Linked DNA regions of Mus musculus: all the other regions are linked to region 1. Evidence: chromatin contacts called from public HiChIP or PLAC-seq data. All regions are on one chromosome and are shown on one strand. Each heading gives the region's core, a stretch centred on a gene start, on an enhancer-like site or on the middle of the called end of the contact. The rest is flanking DNA. Distances are from core to core; before and after follow the strand shown.

Region 1 (2,700 bases), core at 189-2,688:
CTGGGACTCACTAAGATCTGCCCTGACAAGAAAGGATGGCACCTTCTATGTGTGTATATGTATGTGTGTTTTAAACCTCCCAAAGATTCTAAGTGCAACTTAACTTCTATCCTTTGAAAGAAAATAGGTTTCATCCTTATCTCCATGTACGCTCAAAAACACTTAGAATTCTTTGTATTCTTGCACCCGTTTAGGCTAAAAAGTATCCAGAGAGTTTTATGTAGTCATTTAAAATTATCCTTACATAACAGATACAAATACAAAGTGTCGGAGTAAACCTGTCAAGTTCTTTCTACTTGGTCTTTGAATAAAAAGTCCATGTGCAACACACTCTGTCAAACAACATAAAAGCTCCTGGGCGGGGATGTGCAGTGTGCACAACGCTAGGGTTTTCTAGATTAAATATACATGTGGACGGTTTGATCCTTTTACAAAGGAAACCAGTCTTTATTAACTTTCCAAAACGTCCAAACAAGTTTGGCAGAGAATTACCACTGTAGCCGTGTCTGAGTATTTACATTTGTTTCACTAACTGAAACTACTTCCTCCCTTCATGGGGTCACAGGGGGAAGAAGGGGGGTTGTTTGTTTCACTGGGACGTTCCCCACTCCCGGACCGGGAAAGTTGTAAATATGGGGGACGATCGGGGCACATTTGCTGATAGTTGTATTGTTTCCGCCTCCTCACTAGCTACGGCTCCTCTCCCGGGCGAGGCCTGTCACCGACCAGCAGTCGCTCCGCTCAGCCCGGAGCTCTCCTAATCCCCGAGCTCAAGTAGATTCCGCTGGCCCGCGGCCTGCACTCTCCGCCGGGCCTACGCCTCCCCGGCCGCCCGGCAGGGAGCCCGGTTCCCCGTCACCGAAGCCGGCCGGGAGAGGCTACGAACCCCGCCGCCACCGCCGCCGCCGCCGCCACCCAGGGTGGCTGCCGCCGGAGAGGAGCGAGCGAGCGAACTCACTCTCTCGACTCGCCCCGTGGAAGAGACCCGGGGCCGCTGAGGAAACGGCGGGGAGGGGAGCGAGGAGGAGAAACGCTGAGGGACCTGGCGCCGGCGCCACCGCCGCCACCGCCGCCGCCGAAATAAAAGAGCAGGAATTTACCTGGGCGAATCGGCGTCTGAATCCGAAGCGGAGGCCGAGGCCGCGGTGGCAAGAGAGAGAGAGCGAGAGAGCGAGACTATAATCCGGGCCGGGAGGGGGGGTGGCTACGGCTCCTCTTCCGTCTCCTCAGTGCGGGGAACATGTAGAGCCGGGGGGAGAGCAGCCGAGAAGACAAATCGCGGCTTCTTCTTCGTCCTCCTCCTCCTTCTCCCACATAGAAACACTCACACAAACACCCGGCCGGGGGCCCCGAGCTACCGGGGGGGCATCGCCGCGGGCCCGGGAACCAATCCTCCTGGCGGCGGGGGCGTCCCTCCCTGGCGGCTTTGCTGGTGTCGGGTGAGTCGGTACCGACGGAGGGAGGGAGGGACGGGAGGGCGGGCGGGGGGGAAGGAGCCCAGTGTGTGTGTGTGTGTGTGTGTATGTGTGTGTGTGTGTGTGTATGTGTGTGTGTATGTGTGTGTGTGTCTCTCTCTCTCGTTCCGTCTCTCCCTCTCAGAACAAAATGCCGACCGGAAGTGCAGCTGCAGGAATGACTCCCTCCGCCGGCGCCAAACACTAACAACCACCCCCTCTTCCCTACTCCACTTCCGCCGCCGCCACCGCCGCCGCCGCCACTCGGGCTCGCAGCTCTGCCTCAGCGCGCCGGCTCCCGCGGGCTCCGGAGGCGCGGCGGCGGCGGCGACAGCGGCGGAGGCAGCGGGAGCAGCAGCGGCGGTTCTGCTCCGTGCCCTTGTCCTGTGCAACGGACGGCCGTGGATGCTGCCCGTGGGGTCGCTTCTGCAAGACGGCGTCTACGCCGTTGCTCGGGTGACCGGCTTGATTTTTTTTTTTTTTTTTTCCTTTTGGTCCCCCTCGAGGCGACAGCAGCCGGGCGCTGGTCCGCTGTGGTGGCGTGAGGCCGGGATCTCCCTCTTCTCAGGCGCTCCGGGCCTCATAGCCCCCCACCCTCAATCCCGGAGAAGGCGGCCAGCCGAGGCCGCGCTGCTCTCCCTGACTGGCCGGCCCCGGGCCCCGGGGGGAAGCCGAGCTCCCGCTGCCGGCGGGTTGGATGCCGACCTTTCAAACGCTGTTCCCGCAGCCGTGATGGATGGATCGTCCCGGGAGCGGCCGGATCCTATGTCTGTCTGGGTTATTTTCTGCGAAGAACACAGTCCTCGGAGGTGAAGACTCCCAGCCTGGCTGAGTTGGAATCGTGATCGTGGTGGTGGTGGTGCATTAATTTCTGGAAATACGAGAGGGCTGCTGGACTTGCCTCTTTTTTTTTTTTTTTTTTTTTTTTTTTTCCTTTTTGGCGGTGGTTTTGATTGCCTCCCTGGTAGTCGGGATAAGGCCTGTAGGCGACGCTGTGCAAGCAAGGAGCCGGTCGCTCTGGCGCTGCGATCTAGGTGTGGGTGGAGCCCAGGCCATCCTGACGCCGGGCACCGGAGCCCCGGCACCGGCGCACTTCAAAACATCGTTTTCCTCTGTATGTTGAAAACTCAGAGGCTCTGGACAAGGCTGGAGTACAAAATGTGAATACGAATACAGTACCGTACCCGATGGTAGTGTCTTACTGTAAAACCGGAGGGCATTTCATCGCCACACAGTTTTCTGTTTG
Region 2 (2,700 bases), core at 87-2,586, 230 kb after region 1:
AGCAAAGTGTGGACACTTTACCCTTTCTTAGAATTGGGAACAAAACACCCATAGAAGGAGTTACAGAGACAAAATTTGGAGCTGTGACGAAAGGATGGACCATCTAGTGATTGCCATATGCAGGGATCCATCCCATAATCAGCTTCCAAATGCTGACACCATTGCATACACTAGCAAGATTTTGCTGAAAGGACCCAGATATAGCTCTCTCTTGTGAGACTATGCCGGGGCCTAGCAAACACAGAAGTGGATGATCACAGCCAGCTATTGGATGGGTCACACAGCCCCTAATGGAGGAGCTAGAGAAATTACCCAAGGAGCTAAAGGGAACTGCAACCCTATAGGTGGAACAACAATATGAACTAACCAGTACCCGGGAGCTCTTGTCTTTAGCTGCATATGTATCAAAAGATGGCCTACTCGGTCATCACTGCAAAGAGAGGCCCATTGGACTTGCAAACTTTATATGCCCCAGTACAGGGGAACGCCAGGGCCAAAAAGGGGCAGTGGGTGGGTAGGGGATTGGGGGGGTGGGTATAGGGGACCTTGGGATAGCATTGAAAATGTAAACGAGGAAAATACCTAATAAAAAAAAATAGAATAAATAATTTAAAAAGGGAGGAAGATACCTGATATTGTCATTTGCTTTCCACATGCACACACAAACAGTAGCACATACATGTGCATGCATACACACATGTACACACAGGGCTTTGGAGGCCATCCATCTAAGATGCACAGTATAAAATATGGATTTGAAGTGTTATTTACGCTTTTGAAAGAGAAAGATGCTCTTGTTCTTACCTTCTTGCTCCTGTTCTGTCCTTTCGCCCTTCCCCCATTCCCTTCCCCGCTCTCTACACATGCTCATGGCTGGCCTCTATTCCTCTATTCCTCCTCCTCCTCCTTCTCTCTCTCTTTTCTCTCTCTCTCTTTCTCTCTCTCTGCCTTTCCCTGTCTCTACTGCCCTCTTAACTCTCCCCTCCCCATGCCCTGAATAAACTCTATTCTATACTAAAAAAAAAAAAAAAAAAAAAAAAAAGAAAAGAAAAGAAAAGAAAAGAAAAGAAAGAAAGAAAGAAGAGAAAGGAAGACAGACACTGGAAGCACAACTTGAGGATTTTTTTTCTGGCAGACTCTTAAAACAGACTTATAGAAAGCACGTGGGTACTTTCTGAATTGAAAACAACAAAGTTTAAGCTTTGTTGAAACAGAAACGGAATTTTACAGACTATCAATTCAGTCTATTGTTTCAAAGATCCAAGCAACTTACAGCAACAAAGTCATTCTGTAAGTTGAGCTGTAGCAGGAGATCAGGCAGCCTGTGAAATCCACTTCATACCAATGAGATTCATATCAGCACTCTGGTCTTAGCATCCACATTCCGTGGTGGCAACTCCTGTATGTATAATCCAGCGGGTTTTAGGCTTAAGTTTGTGCCTTTCCCAACACCTACTCTGACCCTAACCACCTCCTTAGGTCAGTTACAGGGGCAGCTGGAGAATGTCTTAAGAGACAGCTAGCTGATCATTGCCTCCGACACTTCTTATTCTAGATAACTCAAGTATTTGAATGACTCATCTCAGAAAGCAAAACCAGACAGGGGAAAGCTGTCTAACTCCAAGTAGCAAGTAAAGAGCTTTGAATGCTTTTGCAAAACACTGCAAACTAAATAAGACACAGAGACAGTAGTAACAAAACAAACTGTAGTAGGTTATATCGATAGGCTAGTATGAAGCATTTAGAATATCCTTGGAGTTTTGTTCAGTCACAAAATTAAAATTGCCAAGTGCGATTGATGCATGCCTTTAACCCCAGGACTCGGGAAGCAGAAACAGGCTCATGTCTGTGAGTATTGAGACTAGCCTTCTCCACAAAACGAGTTCCAGGCCAGCTGGGGTTACATAGTGAGATATTGTCAGAAAGCAAGCAAGCAAGCCTGAGGAAAAAATGAAGAAGAATCAAATTGTGTTTGTTGTTTGCTGGAAGACAGATGTAACTGGATGGAGATGATCGTATTAAGCAAAACAAGCCAGACTCAGAAAGACACCATGCGTTTTCTCATTTGTGGATTGTAGATTGCCTATAGCTATGCCCTTCCCCCACTTCACACAGAGTAGTTGCTATTCTAGTGTATTCAAATTCTTTTTTAAAAAATGTATGAGTGCTGTCTGCATGTACACCTGCATGCCAGAAGGGAGTGTAAGATCCCTTTATAGATGGTGGTGAGCCACCATGTGGTTGCTGGGAATTGAACTCAGGACCTCTGGAAGAATAACTGGTTCTTTTACTCACTGAGCCATCTCTCCAGTCCTGCATATTCAATTTTTAAAAAATATTTATTTTACGTATATGTGTACATTGTAACTGTCTTCAGACACAACAGAAGAGGGCATCTGATCACTTTACAAGATGGTTGTGAGCCACCATGTGGTTGCTGGGAATTGAACTCTGGAAGAAGTTAGTGTTCCTAACTGCTGAGCCATCTCTCTAGCCCCCGAGCTCCCATGTATTAAATTTTTAAAGTGCAATTTTAACATAGAAAATAATTGCAGTTCAGTAATAGGAAGGCAACATGACTAACAGTAGATAAGGAACCTGAGCAGACATCCTTCCAGTGAAGATTTAACATGGCCACCACAGATGTCCATGTGTGTACATATCGTGAAGATGGCTGCCAGTCTGTGGGAGTCAATGGCG
Region 3 (2,700 bases), core at 185-2,684, 250 kb before region 1:
TCCAAAAACCAAAAATCAAAACCCATAAACCAAACAGAACAAAAAAACCCAAAAATCTTTTCAGTGCTCTGCAGTTAAGTTTCCTGCCCATCACACCCTGCTTGTTTAATGATAAAGCCTATGGGTGAATGTTAATGGACAGAATGAAATTTACACCCTAAATATTTTTTCCCTTTTTAAGGCACCACAGATATCTAAATGGGAAACTACACATCAGATATTCTACAGACATGGGAGCTAAACCTCCTGGCTTTAAGGGACTTGAGTGCTTTAGGTTAAACAGAGCATGGGAGTTGAGTATGACTTACATGGCTTGTTTTTTTTTTTTATAATGCCAGAGGACTCTAGGTTTCAGAAACTGATGGCATCTTTTATGCTGTTGGCCTGAAGGTGATGGAGATGAAAAGGCAGAGCACTGTGCTTTACATTTATTTTCTGACTGCTGAAGCTCTGCACAGCCGAGCTGTGTGGCTGCTTACTCCCCTGTCCATCGCCTAATGAGTCATGCCATTAGCCATACATCATAAAAGATGCCACTAGTTTCATAATCTAGAGAAACCAAAGGCCTGAGAGATACTAAGAGTTTGGCAAGGTGCAGGTTGTTTCCTCAAAATAGAGTGTGTGATCCATGTTTGCAGCATTAGTGTCTGGTGAGTCAGAAATGGTGAGAGGGAACAGTAGCGAAGGAGGCCTGTAGTGAAGGGACAAGAAAGACAGCAGGGTCAGGTGATTTTTTTTATTTTTAAAAACATGGTCTGTCTTTGTAGCTCTGGCTGGCCTGGAAGTTTCTGTGTAGATCAGGCTGCCCTTGAACTCACAGAGATCTCTCTATCCCTGCCTCCTAAGTGCTGGTATGTTAAGCCATTTTTTTAAAGATTTATTTATTATTATTATATCTAAGTACACTGTAGCTGTCTTCAGATGCACCAGAAGAGGGCATCAGATCTCATTACAGGTGGATGTGATCCACCATGTGGTTGCTGGGATTTGAACTCAGGACCTTCGGAAGAGCAGTCGGTGCTCTTAACCAGTGAGCCATCTCTCCAGCCCAAGCCAATTTTAAAAATGACATTCATTCATGTGGAGGGGTGTATATTTGCTACAGAATTACATGTGGAGGTCAGAGGATGCCTTGTAGGAGCCAGTTCTCTTCTTCCTCCCTGTGGGACCTGGGTCACACTCAGGTTGTCAGGCTTGTGGCATGGAGCTGCTGTCCCACTGCTGTCCCACTTGCAGGGAACAGACCATCCAAGGAAGTACAGAAGGTCCCTGATTTACAGTAGTTTATATTTAAACTTTTAACTTAGTGATGACAGGAAAGTCGTGTCTGTTCACTAGAAAGTTTCAGGCTTGTTTTTCCAAGTTGTCCTTAGCTAGAAGTTCCATGCAGTGTGCACTGCTGAAGAGCAGCAGTGAGCCCTAGTGCCTAGTCACTGTCTGACCACAAGGGTGATGGCTAATACTCCACAGTGCGGTCTGATGACTGCTAGGTTAGGTATGTGATTGCGTGCTTTAAATATTTATTTTTATGTTCTGTGTATAAGTGATTTTCTTGCATTTATGTCTGATATCTGTGCACCATATATGTGCCTGAAACCTATGGAGGTCAGAAAGAAGGTGGTAGATCCTTGAAACTAGAGTCCCAAGTCGTGCAGGTGATGGGAACCAATACCTAGGCTCTTTGCAAGAGCAGCAACAGCTTGCTCTTTAGTACAGATCTATCTTTCCAGCTCACATAGATGCATTTTTGATATATAATATTTTCTGTTTATGATGTGTTCACAAATCAAGGAGCCCCTTTATAGGTCAGTTAAGGTCACTTTGGTACATTTGTGGTTGGAGGATTATGGACTGTGTACAAAGCAAGACCTTTATTCAGATGAGGAGACTGAATCGAAACAACATCCGTGCTAATGGAATGGAGTTCATACTTAACAGACACACAGCAAGTTTGATCAGTGGGAATTGTGATTGAGTAGATTTGGGGAAAAAGCTTAATGTAGTTCTCAGTTTTAAGGTCTGGTTAACTGGATAAAGGAGAGGAATTCAGTGAAATAGAAAGTTTTACATCTGTGGCTCTCCTTATTTATTTTTTTAACTTTATTGATTCTTTATGAATATCACATCATGTACCCCAATCCAACTCATCTCCCTGGCCCTCTACATCTATATTCTGCCCTTGTAACCCTTCCCACAAAACAAAACAAAACAAAACACAAAAAAATATCATTGGAAGTTGGGGTGTATCACACAGTATACCCTTTTGCCCAAACAGCTTTAATTGCGCCTGTTCATTGCAGTGAATCAGGCCTGGTGAGGCCTCTGGCTTCTGCTACACTTTGAATACTGGACTCCCACCTGGACTCCTTGGACATATGTTGCTGCCCTGTGTCATGGAGCTCTTACAGCTTTGGTTCTGCAGGAGCAGCCCCTCCACGTGCTCCAGCACTTTGTAGATGGGGTAGATGTTTGGGTGGGTCAACTCAAAGCCCTGGGTAGTAGCTGAACTGGTTAGCCTGACAGTTCTCCTGCACCCATATTGTAGGATATGTGATCACACTGTGAACCTCAAGATTGTGTTATTTGCTGAAAAAAAAAAAAAACCTGTTTCTAGTTGTTGTGTGGCTCAGCCCTTAACACAGATTTAATCCCTGTGGTTGCAATATAGACACACTCTTAGTACACTCCTTTAATCCCAAA
Region 4 (2,700 bases), core at 91-2,590, 200 kb after region 1:
TGAAATTGTTAATATTAGCTAAACCAAGCCCACAGCAATGAAGAGCACAGGTGATCTGAATTGGGCGTCTTTAAAGCCTACTGTTCATTGCCTTGGTCCTCAGGCTCGTCATGCCTAGTCCAGTAGTAAGAAAGGGCAAAGGGTTAGATCTGCATGCACACATGGACTGTTTTTGCAGAATACAAGGAAAGCCGCCAGGAATGATAGCTGCCTGTGCAGAATGAAACCAGGAGATCTGAGAAAAGCACAAATAGGGGAATTATTTTTCACTGGACATCTTAAGTATCAGTCAAATGATTCTCCATAAAATTGAGTTCTTAGCCTCACTTGTATGATCTGTTATTCACCTTATACTGCCTAAAAATTAACCCAAGAGAATAAGTTAACCTAGTTTTCAAGTGTATTTTCATTTTTCAATATTGCCTACAAACATAGTTGAAAGTTTTCAAAATTATAGTCTAACTTAATGGTTTTGGTTTGGTTTGGTTTGGTTTTTCGAGACAGGGTTTCTCTGTATAGTCCTGGCTGTCCTGGAACTCACTTTGTAGACCAGACTGGCCTCAAACTCAGAAATCCGCCTGCCTCTGCCTCCCGAGTGCTGGGATTAAAGGCGTGCACCACCACGCCCAGCTCTAACTTAATGTTTTAAAAATGGAGTTATCTGTACTATATATTTTGTAGATATTTTTAGAAATGAGCTAGATGTATTTGTAAGTTTTGATTTGATAAGCAAAGCCGCAATCAAGGAGCACATGATGTGTGTGGTATGGTTAATTACTAAAAAGAAGTGTGCACATATCCTTGCATTGGGAGAGGTCTTTGGGAATCAGTCGTGGACAATGGTAACCTACAGAGAGATTTAGAGTGATATGGTAACAGGCAACTCGTTCCTTCCAAGTCATATAGTTCTGTATTATTTGAGTGAATATTCACACCAGAAATTAAAAAGCGGAGGAACACAATGGCTCCCTAATCTCCTATTTATGTGTGATTCCTTCTCAACCAATATCTTCACCCAGCTCTCTCACACTCTCATTGTTAAAAACCATTCTGAAGGAAATGATGAATGGAAACCCACCCTTGTACCTTATTGTTATAATCTGTCCAAAGTTCAGGTCAAAGTTGTTCACTTGAGCGATGAAAATGGCAGCCAAAGCCTCGTAGAGGGCGGTCCCATCCATGTTAATGGTGGCCCCCACGGGGAGCACAAATCTGGTGATGCGTTTGTCCACACCATTGTTCTCTTCCAGGCACTTGAAAGTGATGGGTAGGGTGGCAGAACTGAGGGCAGCAAAACAGGGCATGTCAGCTGAGGGTGCCCCCGGGAGTTCTGTGGTTGGTCTTTGCTCTTTGGCACAGACAGTTCCTTCCCCTCTTATGTCCTGACTAGGTCAGCATTGTCTACAGTGCTAGGAGGTTAGGGGTAGTGCGGTGCCCTCACAGGGGCACTTGAGCACTTGGGCACTCGTCTGTGCCTGGATTCCTCTGAGGCATTACTTGGGATGATTCCCATACCATAGATGCCTGCCCCACATTGTTTTTCTCCCTTTTTCTCAGGCAGATGTCAATGGAAAACAGGAAGTCTGTGGTTAGGAAAGGGTTTTCCCTTTGCCCCTAAAAGGACTTATAGATAGCCATTTTCCGGGTCTCAAGGAGGTACGATCAGGATCAGAGGTGGAAAAAGCCAATTCCTGAGATTTAAAACCCAGAACACAATGACTCTACTTGCCCCAAGGCTCAGATCCAAGGTAAAGGTTTAGACACACTTTCTTAGAGGAATAAAGCCGCGTGTATACACACGTACCTTGAGGAGGTCCCAAGGGCTGTGATGAGCGCTTGCAGCAACCCTCCAATGAAAACCCAGGGGTTCTTCCGGGTTACCAGGAAGTAGAGGAGAGGCAGGACGATGACGGCGTGAATGAGGAGGCCGACAATGACTGTCACGGTGTACATGGCAAGCTGTCCCCCAATCACACCCATGTCTTCCATCTCAACAATCTTCCCTGCGATCAAGAAGAGGATGCCCAGAGGCGCATACCTGCGGCAAGCAACACATGCTCAATTGGAAGCTTGGTTTCCTATAACTTGTTGCATGTAAATTACCAAGTAGGAGAGAAAAAGGAATAAAACAAAGCAAAAAAAAAAAAAAAAAAAAAAAAAAAAAGGAAAGACAGGGGATTTCCAAGCTAAGACGCGTAGAAACTACCGATGTCATTCTTTTCTATTTAAAATACTAAATTTCCCAGGCATCTGTAAATCTAGCCTTCCTCTCACTCTGAATTGCTCTAGGACACCCCCACCCTATCCCCACTGGCCTCAGACCTTAGGAAGGAGAAGAATTCGGGTCCTCACCTCCACTTTCCTAGACATAGATCCCTGTTTGGGTCTTCAGACGCCTGCAGTTCCCTTCCCTCTTGACTCCTGCTAAGCACCGGGAACAAGCCACTATACCAATATCACGCCTTTCAGAATGTTGTCCATGCCACAGCCTGCTTCCCAAGCTAAAGCAGGCAACATGCTATGGCATGCCATGCCATGCCATGCCAGTGTGTTAGATGTACACTTAATTCTAGTACTCTAGGGCAGTGGGTCTCAACCTGTGGGTCCAGACCCCTGTACAGTGTCAAACAGCCCTTTCACACGGATCACCTAGGACTATCAGAAAGCACAGATACTTACATTACGACAGATAACAGTAGC

What was found. HiChIP or PLAC-seq counts read pairs in DNA pulled down with a chosen protein or histone mark.
Region 2: a contact with region 1 is called in an H3K27ac HiChIP or PLAC-seq map of trophoblast stem cells, with 11 read pairs. The contact joins the enhancer-like site here to the promoter of Nipbl in region 1. A contact is called at or near these places in 4 of 39 promoter capture datasets (the 3T3-L1 cell line, 3T3-L1-derived adipocytes, hippocampal neurons and 1 more), 1 of 484 Hi-C or Micro-C datasets (adipose-derived mesenchymal stem cells) and 3 of 115 datasets of contacts at active chromatin or transcription factors (extraembryonic endoderm stem cells, microglia and trophoblast stem cells).
Region 3: a contact with region 1 is called in an HNF4G HiChIP or PLAC-seq map of pancreatic cancer cells. The contact joins the enhancer-like site here to the promoter of Nipbl in region 1. A contact is called at or near these places in 2 of 39 promoter capture datasets (embryonic stem cells and stem cell-derived epiblast-like cells), 2 of 484 Hi-C or Micro-C datasets (the G1E-ER4 cell line and embryonic stem cells), 7 of 115 datasets of contacts at active chromatin or transcription factors (the 230-238 cell line, the SCID.adh cell line, acute myeloid leukemia and 3 more) and 1 of 9 other capture datasets (adipose tissue).
Region 4: a contact with region 1 is called in an H3K27ac HiChIP or PLAC-seq map of microglia, with 3 times the contacts expected there. The contact joins the enhancer-like site here to the promoter of Nipbl in region 1. A contact is called at or near these places in 1 of 39 promoter capture datasets (stem cell-derived epiblast-like cells), 1 of 15 datasets of contacts at CTCF or cohesin (the NIH/3T3 cell line), 1 of 484 Hi-C or Micro-C datasets (Th1 cells), 7 of 115 datasets of contacts at active chromatin or transcription factors (the SCID.adh cell line, bone marrow-derived macrophages, embryonic stem cells and 2 more) and 2 of 9 other capture datasets (adipose tissue and liver).

The regions. Positions count from the first base shown.
Region 1 is chr15:8,443,025-8,445,724 of GRCm38.p6, forward strand. It overlaps Nipbl (NIPBL cohesin loading factor), which reads right to left and starts at 1,439. Exons shown (of 47, transcript NM_027707.3): 1 at 1,101-1,439. It overlaps LOC102634078, which reads left to right. Exons shown (of 3, transcript XM_017316813.1): 2 at 691-940; 3 at 1,039-2,700. The coding sequence ends at 2,267.
Region 2 is chr15:8,675,060-8,677,759 of GRCm38.p6, forward strand. The region is part of intron 3 of Slc1a3 (solute carrier family 1 (glial high affinity glutamate transporter), member 3); the gene reads right to left. Among named protein-coding and RNA genes, the nearest start is that of Slc1a3, 34 kb to the right of the region's middle. Within about 2 kb of position 1,337, at least 26 of the 459 cell types and tissues checked have an H3K27ac peak or open chromatin away from gene starts, as enhancers often do. A contact at or near this core is called in extraembryonic endoderm stem cells and trophoblast stem cells, where this site is marked.
Region 3 is chr15:8,189,212-8,191,911 of GRCm38.p6, forward strand. The region is part of intron 15 of Cplane1 (ciliogenesis and planar polarity effector 1); the gene reads left to right. Among named protein-coding and RNA genes, the nearest start is that of Cplane1, 21 kb to the left of the region's middle. Within about 2 kb of position 1,435, at least 35 of the 459 cell types and tissues checked have an H3K27ac peak or open chromatin away from gene starts, as enhancers often do. A contact at or near this core is called in pancreatic cancer cells, where this site is marked.
Region 4 is chr15:8,641,096-8,643,795 of GRCm38.p6, forward strand. It overlaps Slc1a3 (solute carrier family 1 (glial high affinity glutamate transporter), member 3), which reads right to left. Exons shown (of 10, transcript NM_148938.3): 7 at 1,805-2,038; 8 at 1,087-1,281. Among named protein-coding and RNA genes, the nearest start is that of Gm46508, 60 kb to the left of the region's middle. Within about 2 kb of position 1,341, at least 7 of the 459 cell types and tissues checked have an H3K27ac peak or open chromatin away from gene starts, as enhancers often do. A contact at or near this core is called in microglia, where this site is marked.